Regions from separate parts of the Sus scrofa genome. Here regions 1, 3 and 4 are each linked to region 2. Evidence: chromatin contacts called from public Hi-C and promoter capture Hi-C data. All regions are on one chromosome and are shown on one strand. The core of a region is the stretch at or near the end of the contact, and the rest is flanking DNA. Distances in the headings are between cores, read along the strand shown. Region 1 holds the start of SYVN1 (E3 ubiquitin-protein ligase synoviolin). Region 2 holds the start of ATG2A (autophagy related 2A). Region 3 holds the start of SF1 (splicing factor 1). Region 4 holds the start of CDCA5 (sororin).

Evidence for each region. Promoter capture Hi-C pulls out the DNA fragments that hold promoters and counts their contacts. Hi-C and Micro-C count contacts between places; a contact is called where the count stands out from the background.
Region 1: a promoter capture Hi-C map of liver shows a contact between it and region 2, with 2.9 times the contacts expected there. The contact joins the promoter of SYVN1 here to the promoter of ATG2A in region 2. A contact is called at or near these places in 1 of 5 promoter capture datasets (liver) and 1 of 2 datasets of contacts at active chromatin or transcription factors (alveolar macrophages).
Region 3: a contact with region 2 is called in a Hi-C map of liver, with 2.8 times the contacts expected there. The contact joins the promoter of SF1 here to the promoter of ATG2A in region 2. A contact is called at or near these places in 1 of 5 promoter capture datasets (liver), 1 of 47 Hi-C or Micro-C datasets (liver) and 2 of 2 datasets of contacts at active chromatin or transcription factors (alveolar macrophages and skeletal muscle).
Region 4: a promoter capture Hi-C map of liver shows a contact between it and region 2, with 5 times the contacts expected there. The contact joins the promoter of CDCA5 here to the promoter of ATG2A in region 2. A contact is called at or near these places in 3 of 5 promoter capture datasets (fetal liver and liver), 1 of 47 Hi-C or Micro-C datasets (liver) and 2 of 2 datasets of contacts at active chromatin or transcription factors (alveolar macrophages and skeletal muscle).

What each region holds. Positions count from the first base shown.
Region 1 is chr2:7,058,177-7,060,969 of Sscrofa11.1, reverse strand. It overlaps SYVN1 (E3 ubiquitin-protein ligase synoviolin), which reads right to left and starts at 1,526. Exons shown (of 16, transcript XM_003122541.4): 1 at 1,412-1,526; 2 at 427-575; 3 at 99-191; 4 at 1-11. The coding sequence starts at 558. It overlaps SPDYC (speedy protein C), which reads left to right and starts at 1,515. Exons shown (of 8, transcript XM_021082865.1): 1 at 1,515-2,116.
Region 2 is chr2:7,260,359-7,263,333 of Sscrofa11.1, reverse strand. It overlaps ATG2A (autophagy related 2A), which reads right to left and starts at 1,303. Exons shown (of 43, transcript NM_001190278.1): 1 at 1,094-1,303. The coding sequence starts at 1,264.
Region 3 is chr2:7,389,832-7,392,632 of Sscrofa11.1, reverse strand. It overlaps SF1 (splicing factor 1), which reads right to left and starts at 1,338. Exons shown (of 15, transcript XM_003122587.5): 1 at 995-1,338; 2 at 931-992; 3 at 766-928. The coding sequence starts at 1,178.
Region 4 is chr2:7,102,397-7,105,622 of Sscrofa11.1, reverse strand. It overlaps CDCA5 (sororin), which reads right to left and starts at 1,975. Exons shown (of 6, transcript XM_003122566.5): 1 at 1,802-1,975; 2 at 1,480-1,574; 3 at 1,333-1,398; 4 at 1,217-1,252. The coding sequence starts at 1,847. It overlaps ZFPL1 (zinc finger protein-like 1), which reads left to right and starts at 2,042. Exons shown (of 8, transcript XM_021082868.1): 1 at 2,042-2,224; 2 at 2,538-2,647; 3 at 2,960-3,071. The coding sequence starts at 2,546.

The DNA.
Region 1 (2,793 bases), core at 277-2,776, 200 kb after region 2:
TCCAGAAGGTGCTAGGGGTTGGCAACGAGTGATGTGGAGCTCAGACATTCTGCCTGCCCAGCTCTCTGCCCCTCACCTTGGGGCCAGGAACACCTTACCTCCATCTCTGCTGCCCTCAGCTGTCCAAAGAACACCTTGCCCATCACCTTGCCCAAGAGGAAGACAAGGACGAAGGCCTGGATGTACAGGACCTAGGAGTGAGGAGGAGAGGCTATGGTTTGAGCCGGCTTTCTGCTCCGCGCTGCTTGGGGCTCACCATTCAGGAACCTCTCCACACCCCCCATCACTAATTTATTCAAAGCTCCCCCTGCCTGTGGGCTCCCTCGATTTTTCTCCTACTTACCTGAGCTCGAGCCCCACCCCTGGCTCAAGATGACTCCTCCTTCCCTCCCAGAGAGTTCCTCCCTCCTTGAGCCCTGAACTCACGGCCATGCTGGGGCTGGACTTGGTCAAGTACACCACAGTGGGGTAGAACTGGTGCTTGAGGTAGTAGGCGTGAGCCACCACGGCCCCGGTCAGCGCCAGGCTGGCCGCCATCATCACGGCGGTGCGGAACATTGCCCTGGCCTGGGGACCTGCGTGGGAGAGGAAAGGTAAGGTCACAGCTGTGTGATGCCACCCCGTGCAAACCTAGCCCAGCTCCTGAGACGCAGTGTTAACACACCGGGGAAAGAAAAGCCTCATTCCCCCATCATCGCATCGAGAAGAGCCCATGCTCCCCCATTCCACAAGTGGCAAGACTGAGCCTCAAAGGGGTTAAGCGACCACACTGACGCAAGGCCTGGAGCCCGGGTCAGTCTTGTTTCAAAGCTAGGACTCTTTCCACGCTGCCTGCCAAACCGCCGCCTCTAGGGAAGAATGAGGAAAGGCAGCAGCGTCGGAGGAGGGAACTGCTCCCACTGACCCTAAAGTGACGGTGATGGGGTGGGATGCAAACGCAGAAATCTCCAGAAGCGGGAATGGGCGGCCTGGACCGGGAGAGGCCAAGGCGCTGGGGGGCGCCGCCGGGTAGGCGACAGCGTCGGTGACAGCTCTGCCAGGGTGGGCAGCTCCAACGCGCGCCCGGCGGGAGCGGGCGGGGTACGTCAGCCTGGAACCCTGGCGCCCCCCAACCCCCTGGGGAAGTGTCAACTCGGGGCACCGGAGAAACGGCCGACCGCCAGGATGCAGGGGCGGGACGGAGAGGGACCCGGGTCGACCCCGCGGCCGCGCACCTGTAAGCGCCAGGAGCTGCGAGTGTCGCAGGCGGGGCCCAGCCTCTGCGAGCGCGGCCGCGCGGGCAACTATCTCCAGCTGACAGGCCGAAAGCTGGCGGCGGGGCTGAGGGGGCGCGCCGACCCCGGGGACCTCAAGGGGAAAGGTCCAGGCCCCTACTCCAACCACAACCCGGGTCCGACCCCCGCCCACTCACCAGGAGCCCAGCGCCGCGAGCCCGCTCAGTCCCCGCGACTGCGGAGGCGGCTCCGGTTAACAACACTCCCCACCCCCTGCGAGCCGGAACTTCGGGGGTGAGACACCTCACTTCCGGCGGGGCGGGGCGGGGCGGGGCGTGGACCGTACCAAGTGCCCCGGTCCCTTGTGCGCCCTGCTCATTCTCCCTGGTGCCAAGAGCAGTAGTCCCTCCACCCTTCTGGCGTTCGTGCCCACTGTTCGAGTGAAAGATGCGAGAGGTGGTCTGAGCGGAATTAAGGCAACTTGGAGAGGATTAGAGTCTCCCTATTAGTCACAGATGGTATCGTCTTGGCCGCTGAGTGGACTCAACCTAGCGGCGGACTCCGGCTCTCAAAGCGGCTGGAAGGCGGCCCCCCCACTCCTCCGCGCGTTGTGCGGGCCGTACCATTTGGAGGGGGGAGTATGCAAGGGACAGACATACAGGCCTAAGAGAAATAAGATGTCTTAGATACTCATTCCAGGGGGAGTCACAACAAATTGATAAATTAGATGCTTTCTAAGAGAAATGGGTTCAGGAAAAACGACTTGTATCCTCCTTGATCTCCCCCAGTTGTGTGGGAGTGAGTTGGGTCTCCGTGGCTGCTATAGATTGGTCGAAATGGAGTTACGCGGACCAGTAAGAAGAAGAAAGGAAATCGGTTAACCTATGGGAAGAGAAAAGCAGGTGAGCGGTTGCTAGGGGCGGAAGGTAGCGTTGCCTGGGGTTAGATCTTACTCCTGGGAACAGAGAGTAGCGAAGGCGCAGTCGGTGGGCAGGGGTTCAGGGTCTGCCAGACGGAGACAGTTGCTGCACCACGAAAGGGAGAGGTTCCTGGGACCGAGGCGAAAACATCTTTAATTCTGGCTAATCTTGGGATGGGAATGTTCTTTGCAAAGGGATTGACTTCCATGCGGCGTGCTTTGCGATCCTTTCAATCCTGGCCGGTAGCCACAGCTTCCCCAGACTTGGGCTGTGCTCATAGTCTGTGTCTTCTTCAGCCAACCCAGTCGGCTCGTTGACAGAATGGAGCTAATGCACCGCCCACTTTGTGCCTGGAGTTTTCCTCCGTCGTCTCATTTAATCATCAATCATAAGTTTATGAACTAGGTGGTGCTGTCCTCATTTTATACGTGAGACAACGGAGGTTCAGACATTTAAGAAGTACCAGGATTGGCAACGGGTCTGTCTGATTCTAAATTCCCTAACTGGGAGTTGCCGCAGTGGCTCAGGGGAAACGAATCTGACTAGTATCCAGGAGGACGGAGGTTGGATCCCTGACCTCGATCAGTGGGTTAAAGATCATCTGGCGTTGCCCGTGAGCTGGGGTGTAGGTCACAGACGCCGCTGTGGCGCAGGCGCAG
Region 2 (2,975 bases), core at 54-2,553:
CCCTAACCAGAGGGCAGGGTGGGTGGGAACACAGAAAGAGGCTGAGGTCAGAGGTCAGAAAAGGTCTCCTGCACCGGGATTCACAGGCAAGAAGTGCCACCAACTCCGGGCTCAGGAGTCTCTGCTCAGGAAGGCCGGCTTCTCCTGCCCAGACTGTATTAAGGCTGAGCACCCTGTCTGCTCCCCCAGAAGACTGAGAAGCCCCTGATTCCATGCCCACCCCTGTTACTTTGGACTGGGGGGCTGACCCAGTGCCAGACCCGGTCTGGTGCCTCTAAGCAACTTTGCAACTTCCCAGGTCAGCTGAACGGTGAGTCACAGCCCCCAGGCTCAGGCCTGACCCAGACTTTACTCCTCTCTGCTTCCCCAAAGTCGCTCTTCTCTGCCTGAGGCCAGGCCTCTCCACCTTTCTCCGAGGGCTTTCCTCTAGGTGGGGATGCCGGATGCCCAAGCCCCTCCCCAAACACCAACTTGGTCCATCCCACTCTCTCCAAAGCAGGAAGTAAGGCAGCGAGGCAGCCACACAAAGTGTTGATCAACACTGGTGCTGACGCGGTTGTTGACATACATATCCCGCGGTGAACCCCACCCCCTGGGCCCAGGGTCGTGGGGTTAGGAGGTCAGGGCACCTTTCCCACAGGTGCCCTCAGCAGGGTCCTGGACCTCTTCCAGACTCCCCTAACCAGCGATATGCCCAAACTCTGTCACTTCCCTGGCCTGGTCCCAACAGAGGCCCCCTGGTTTCTCTGATCCCTCCCCTCCCTTTCCTAAGCCCCATTGGCACCAAGTGCTCAACTCGGGCCTCAAACATGATATGCTTATTCTGTCACTTATCTCCAGATGAGTGACATCCCAATCCTCAGTCTCAGTTTCCCCTCCTGTGAAGCAGAGGCAGGAACCCCCTTCCCGTACAGCTTCTGGCTCTAGAGGCGATCAGCTGGGGTCCCTGTGACCCCTGGAAGGGGCTGGACGCCCAAGGCCTTTCCACCCCGGTGCCTGGTCCCCTAGTCCGATTCTTTCGCAAGGAGCCTCAGGTCGCTGCGCCCCCTCCTCCCCGTTCGGACCCTTCCAGGGCTCCGGCCTGAATCCTCACCCAGATTTCCAGGTGTATATCCCTCAGGGCAACGCTGCCCTTGTATAGATCGAGGCTGAGCTGGTCCAGGCTGAGGTGCTCCTGGAAGAAGTGACCCAAGTAGTGGTGCAGCAAGTAGCGGCAGACCCGCTCTTTCACACAGTTTGACCATGGCCACAGCCATCGTGACATCTCGGAGAGCGCCGGGCCCGGGCCGCCTCCGCTTGCCGCCCGCCAGCGTTCCCCGTCCGGTTGCGCTGTTCACTAGAGCCCCCGGCTCACCCCGCCGCTTCTCTTAGCGCCAGGCCGCACCCCCGGACGCCTGACCACGCCCCCCACGCTTATTGCCATTGGCCACTGGGAAGGGCGAGGCCTCCTGATTGGCCGCGGGGGCGGAGCCTTGAGGCGCGAAAAAGGGACTGGGCTCGCGGTACGATATAGGGCTCCCAATCTTGATTTACGCTTGCGTATAAATTCTGTGTGGGAGGACCTTTAACCTCTCTCCTAAGGGCTCTGGGAAGGCTGTTGTGGCTTGAGGTACCAGCCCCGCAAAGGAATGCGCATGTGCCGACTCGTCCAACTAGTACTTGAGGTAGTTGGGAAGGATTTAAAGGGACAGTGTCCCATCCAACTTCGCTGTGCGCTTTCCAGAAGAATAGTCAGTGCGAGAGCCCCAGCTCGCATCTTTAGAAAGATTAAGTGAATAAACACTTGCATTTTATAAAACGCCTTACCTTCCTTTATCTCATTCAACCTTCACAACGATCTTCTAAGATAGAGATCATTGTCACTATTTTACGGAAAAGAAAAACTGATTTAAACAGAAAGCATCATGAAGGACGTCTTGTCTTCCACTCCTCACCTGAAATGCGGGACAGATTAACTGATCATCCCTTCTCCCTGTAGTTGGCCAGGCCTCTGGCCCCTCCCTGTAACAACAGCAACAACAACAACAATAATAATAACAACAATTTTTTACATCCCAAATCCTCAAACTCAATAGTGGAGTTCTCTTGTGCTGCATCAGGTTAAGGATCCAGTGTTGTCACTGTAATTGCTTGGGTCACTGCTGGGGTGCTGGTTCAATCCCTGGCCTGGGGAACTTTCACATTCTGCTGGAGCAGCCAAAAACAAAAAACAAAAAACACAAACAAACCCAAAACAAAACAAAAACCCAAGACACAAAGGATGGATTCCAACCCCCTTGAGCAGAGATTCATTGTTTGGTATCACCCTTGAGCTAAGAATGGTTTTTACATATTCCAAGAGTTGGAAAAAACCCAAATGGGTAAGATTTCATGATGTGAAAATCATATGAACTTCACTAGTGTGTCCACAAATAAAGTTTTAGTGTTACACAGCCGTGCTTGTTTGAATAAGTATTCTCTAGGGCTCCTTTCTTACCATAGCAGGGTTGAGTACTTGAGACAGAGGCCTACAAAGCCTAATAATTTATTTTCTGGTCCTTTACAGAAAAAGTTTGCCCAGCCCTGCTCCACAAGACCCTAACATCATGATGACTGAAGATGGAATTATAATTCCATTTTAGCTTTAGCAGGGAGATGGACTGCAGTCTAAAGCCAAAATTCAGCCTGAAGCGAGGGCAGCCCCTCTGGCCTGAGGGGCAGGGATCAAGATTCCAGTGCCAGCTCTGTGTGGCTTCAAGCAAGTCCTATTTAAGCTGCTCCTATTGTGAGCCTGTTTTATCACTCTTAACCTGGGGTTGGGCTCATAGGCGGGACAGCTCCTTACCTGGGAGAGACTGAGGAACAGCCTCAGAGAACTGCAGGAAACGCTAAGACCCCCCCTGTCCTAGGAGCCTGGCTAATAGGATGGCTGCTCAGAAAATGATTGTGAAATGAATCAAGAGATCTGCCTGACCCCTGTGACAGGCCAGGGGCAG
Region 3 (2,801 bases), core at 89-2,588, 130 kb before region 2:
TACATCAAAAGGTCAACAAAAAACAAGCTACACAATAGTAGCCAAATCCTCCTACCCTAGTCCACAGGCAGAACTCCCTAGCACTTGGTTCACAAAAGTGTTCCACTTCTCAGGAGCTAGGCCTAAGGGGAAGCCTCAAGAGAGGAAGGCGGGTCAGACTTCTTTTAAGGTACATAAAGGAAGATAAGAAGGAGAATTTCCTTCCCCAAAATGAACCCCCCCACACACACCAAAAAACCGGACCCAACCATCCCCTAAAGACTTTCAATCTCTTTCATTCTCTGCAATGAAAACGCTGCCTTACTGTAGAAACAGAGGAGCTACTCTCTGTACTTTCCTCCCTTTACGACTCTTCTACAACCAGAAAAGGATGTTCCACGTCATCAGTTGACCCTTCCAAGCCCTCCAGACATGCACACCCAGCACCCCATCCACCCACTCGACCCCTCCACACCACTCCCCTACACTAGGAGTGGAGAACAAGAGAGCTCCCGCCAGATTTTAGTGGGGGCCTTAAGGCCCGGCCGCCACACTGCGCCTGCGCGCAACAAACCTCCTCCCGCCGTGCCCCCACCCCTTCCCCTACCGCGCGTGCGCACTCGAGGCCCGAGAACCAGGCCGCGCGCCCCGTGGCGCCTCCGCCCGGGCCTCCCCGTGCGCGCGCGCGCCCCTGCCGCGTGCAGCCGCCGTCGCCACCGCCGCGCGCCCCTCAGCCGGCCGGGCCCATCCGCGCGGCGCCTCTCGCGCTCTCTCGGCCCGACTCACCTCCTCCGCCGCCGGCCGGGCCCGGCTGCTGGTCCTGACGCGGCGGCTGGGGTGGCGGCGGCGGCGGCTGCGGTGGCGACACGCGCTGGTAGAGCGGCGGCGGAGGGGGCGGCTGCGGCGGTGGGTACGAGGAGCCCGGGGAGGGCGGCGGCGGCGGCGGCTGCTGGGGAGGCGGGGGGGCGGCGGCGGCGGCGGCGGCGGTGGCGGAGGCAGCGCCGCGAAGGGAAGGCCGCGGTCAGGGCCCCCACCGAGCCCACAGGCGGGGGCGGCGGCGGCCCGGGCACCAGCAGCCCCGCCCCAGGCCCGGGGGCAGGCGGTGGCCCCGGCTCGAAGCCCCCTTTGGGGCCGGGGATGGGGGGAAGGCCGGGGGGGCCGAGCTTACCCAGCGGCGTGGCGTTCGCTCCAGTCGCCATGGCGCCCCCGGGGACCGGCACCGGCGGCTCCTTTTCGGCGGCGACGGCTTCTCCTTCGTGACTCTTCCGAGGGGAGGGAACCTGACTGCGTTCCGCGGAGCGCGCGGATCCCGTCCTCTCACGCGGCGGGCGGGCGGCGGCGGCGGCGGCGGCGCGAGACGCACAAAGAGGGAGGAGAGAGGGCGCCGCGGGGGCGGGCCGGGGGCGACGGGGCCGGAGCCTGGATTGGCCCGGGCCGAGGCAAGGGGTCGAAATCTGCGGCCTCCGATTGGTGGAGCCTTAGCCCTTCTCGATGTGCGTTGGGATTGGCCGGACCGTTAGGCCTGGCGAGGAAATGGCGGCCGAGCCTGGCGAGCTGGGAGGTGTCGCAGCGCGCACTTCATTTGTTACTGCGCGGACTGAGCTCGGAGTCCAGAAAGGAGGGGATCGGGTGGGGCAAATTCTATGACGTGTGGGGCCAACAGCTCTATCATTGGCTGGAATTGATGGAGTCAATCAATCACGATTGCGTCGTAGTGTCATGGGATTGGCTGTCGCTGTTTCGATTCTTTCTCTACTCCCCTCCCACGGGGAGTAGTCTCGCCGGGTTTAAGCGAGAGGTCGCGCCGGAAAAGCCCAGGCCGAATGAGATTTAAGGTCGGGGAGGAGTGGAGCAAGAGCGCGCATGCGTAGATGGTCAGAGCCGCCTTTCAGGCCCTGGCTTCCCTGTCGATCTTCGGTCCGGCGCGGAAGCCCTAGATGACGTCAATCCTCGATTCCCATGGTAACCCGGAACCGAGGGACGGGGGAGGGGCTGGCGCGCGCCCGTAAACTTGATCCGTTGACGACTCAGGTAAAAGGAGACTTCCTGTTTTCTTTGAAAAAAATTAAAAATGGGGAAAAAAGCTACAAAGTAGAGTCCTACTAAGGGATTAAAAATGGTATCTGAGCCGATGGAGGTACAGGTATCTTAGATAGAAAGCAATATGAAGTTGTCAATTCCGAAAATTGGTTTACAGATACAGTGCATTGGAATTAGAATTCCCAACGTGATTGGGGTTGATTAAATCATGTCATATCAAATAATAACTATGGAAATAGTGGGGAAACTTGTAAATGAGGTTGAGAGGAGCTTGCTTTTCCAGAGGATACGCATATAAAAGATACAATAATGAAACAATGTGGTATTGTTGTGGGAAAGGCAAATTAGTGAAACAGAGAAGTCTGGAAAAAGATTCTCCAACAAGGCAAAGACTTAGCTAGTAAATGGTATAAAAAGTTCTAAATCTCAATAGTAAAACAGACATAGAAATTATCAGGGTCGGAGTTTCCTTCCTGGCTCAGCGGTTAACGAACCCGACTAGGAACCATGAGGATGTGGGTTCGATCCCTGGCCTTGCTCAGTTGGTTAAGGATCTGGCCTCGCCATGAGCTGTAGTGTAGGTTGCAGACACGGCTCCGCTCCTGTGTTGTTGTGGCTGTGGTGTAGGCCGGCAGCTGTAGCTCTGATTCGACCCCTAGCCTGGGAACTTCCATAGGCTGCAGTGTGGCCCTAAAAAAAAAAAAAAAAGAAAGAAAGAAATTACTAGTCATCTATAGGTAGAGTCTTTATGAAGACTTATGAAGACGAGAAACTCACATGAA
Region 4 (3,226 bases), core at 726-3,225, 160 kb after region 2:
TGGTAAGCCGGGGGCAAAGCAGCACTCTGCCTTTCCCTTACTTCAGGCTCCCACTACCTCACTTCAGGATTCCATTCAAGTCCTCCCACCTGGCCTGAGGTCCCCAGAAGGCTTCCTCCAACCTGTTCTCCACCCAGACCCAAGAGGGATCTTTCTAAAACATCCAGGCTTGCCTCAGTTACTACCTTGCTGAAGACTCTCTAAAGCTGCCCACAGAGCCAAGAAGGAAGCCCAACCAAGCTTAGGAAAGCTAGGCTTTCATGCCTCATCAAGATCCGCTCTGGCTTAGCACACTCCCTGCCAAGGTCGGCTGCAGACGCACCAAACAAGCTACCGCTCCCCGAACCTCGTGCTTTTCCTTGTGGACTCAGGATGTCTGCAAGCACAGCTTCCTTTGCCTGGGATGCCCCCAACCTGTTTTCATCGACTCTGTTTAAACGCTTCTGTGAAACATACCCCAAGCTGCCTGGTCTGGGTTAGGCACCTTCATAGCTCCTAGTCCTTTCTCTTTTGCAGTCTTCAGCACACTGTTCCCACTTATTTTTTTCTTTCTCCCCACTTGACTGTAAGCCTTGTGAGCTACTCAAAGACAGTTACCATTTCTCATTTATGATACCTTCAGGCACAGATCTTGTTACTGAAACTCCTTAACTATGATTTCTGCTAAAACAGTTAAGGACATTATACTATACTAAGGACAACAGACTAGAAAAAGTAATTAAAACAGTTCAACTCTTGGAGTTCCCGTCGTGGCGCAGCGGAAACAAATCCAACTAGGAACCATGAGGTTGCAGGTTCGGTCCCTGGCCTCGCTCAGTGGGTTAAGGATCTGGCGTTGCCGTGAGCTGTGGTGTAGGTCGCAGATGCGGCTCAGATACCGCATTGCTGTGGCTCTGGTGTAGGCCAGTGTCTACAGCTCCAACTAGATCCCTAGCCTGGGAACCTCCATATGCCGCAGGTGCAGCCCTAAAAAGACAAAAAAAAAAAAACCACAGCTCAACTTTTAAAGGAAAATGGTAGAGAATACCAGCGCAACAATAGCTAGACACCGCAAGTATGCAAGAAGTGAGCCAAACTGGCAACACATGCAGGTATCCAAAGGTAAATTATTTCAAAATACAACAAAAACAGCTCCCCAGGCAGATGTGAGCAGCCATTACGCCCCAGCTCGAGTGTCCTGGGTTGCCTTCAACTAAGAAAATGAAAACGAACTTACCCTGGGGCTTCTTCGAGGCGTGGGAACAGATGGAGTCTGTGGAGACAACATTAAGTGATCACACAGCCGGCCCCCTATTCTGGCTCCCCGTGCTCAAACCCTCTCTCAGCCCTCACCTCTACAGTATGGGCCACGATCTTCTTCAAGACGATGGGCTTTCGGACTGGAGCCGCCTGGGGTGCCTGGAGGAAGAGGGGTGAACATGAGCTCTGCATTCGTCCAGGGGCCTCCGGAGCAGGAGGACTGAGGAATCCCGGGCTCACCTTAGGCCGGATTTCTGGGAAGGTGCTTGGAAGATCAGAGCCTGATTTCCGCTGGGACCTCCTTAGAGACTGAGTAGGAGTTGGGGTCCTGGGCCCTGGAAAGAGAAAAATTTAGGAGGCGGGGGAGGACTCTAGACCTTAGAGTTTAGAGTCCTCAGGTTCTGGAGAGAGCGAGAGAGTCTCCCAAACAAGCCCTCTGTGGACACCTTCCTGGGCGGGGAACAAGCCTCCAAAGGCAGTGAGGGTGGCGGGAGGGCCTTCCTCACGGAACTGCGTCCCTCAAACGGCTCAGCCCCATCTCTCCCTCGCGCCCTCCGCTCACCGGAGCTCTGGGCGGCCCCTCCGGACCGCGTTCGCCTCTCGGACATGTCTAGCCTTGGGCTCGATCTTCGCCGCCGACGCCACGGCCGCACGCTCCCGCGCCAACCCGAAGCGCAAACGTTCGAATTGCCCGCCTCGCTCGGGAGGAAGCGGAAGTGACGTTGGGCGGGAGGACCGATAAGCCCTGGTTACACCGTTTGCACCCGCCTCCACGTCTAGCGTCTGCAGGGGCGGGGCCAGTGGCGCGCTGGCGTCATCAGCACGCGCCGCACCCGGAAGAGACGTGGCAGCGGAGGGATAATCGGAGCGTTCTGAGCTGGAGAAAGCTGAGCGAGAACTCGGCTGAGCGCAGTCTGACCTTCTGCGGCTCGGAGCGGAGCTCGCGCCTCTGGGGACCGGTGCAGCCCCGGATTGGTAACACAGAGTACGGTCTGTGGAGGAGGTGGGGGCGGGGCTTGAGGGGGTGGGGCTCAGGAGGGGCCCCTGGGGGCGGGGCCGGTGGTATCGGAGGGGTCTGGCCGCGGGTGGGATATGGGAGGAATGGGGGGGTCTCCGGAGGTGGGATTTATGCAGGGGGCGTGTCTCGGAGTGAAGAGGGACGGTGGGCAGGAATGTGGGGTTGGGGCGAATACAAGAGGTGTCGAAGGCGGTTAAGAGTGGAAACGAACTGAGTTGGTGAGTGCGTAGTGGCGGCCCCCAGAACCTGGTCCCCTGCCACTTCTGACCCCCTTCCTCAGGGTCGACTATGGGGCTTTGCAAGTGCCCCAAGAGGAAAGTGACCAACCTGTTCTGCTTCGAACACCGAGTCAACGTCTGCGAGCACTGTCTGGTAGCCAATCATGCCAAGGTGGGTGTTCAAGGGAGTGCCTGTGCAGGGCACAAGGTAGGCAGTTGGTATTGACTTCCTCCAAATCCATGAAGGTCTTGGCCCTAGAGTGGAAGCTCCACGAGGGCAAGAGCTTAATTGATTTTGTTCACTGTTACATCCCTAGTTCTTAAGACAGAGTCTGGCATACAGTATGTGTTCAATATGTGTCTTTCCATTGGTCAAATGAAAGGATGGGGCTCTTCTGTGATGAGAGAAAAAGAGGCATCTGGGCCTTGGGGAGATGGGCTGTGGAGCCCTTGCTCCAGTTGTGATCTCTTTCTCCCACTCCAGTGCATCGTCCAGTCCTATCTGCAGTGGCTCCAAGATAGCGACTACAACCCCAATTGCCGCCTGTGCAACGTACCCCTGGCCACCCGGGAGACGACCCGCCTCATCTGTTATGGTGAGGCCTGGGCAACTTGGGGGGATCAGGACAGGCCCAGCATGACTAGTTAACAGGCCCTCCCTAAGCAACAGCACAGTGAGACACTCAGGCCTGGGAGGCTGGAGCCCCAGATTCTGGTCCAGCTAGGTTACTTGCTTTGAGCTCAGGCAAGT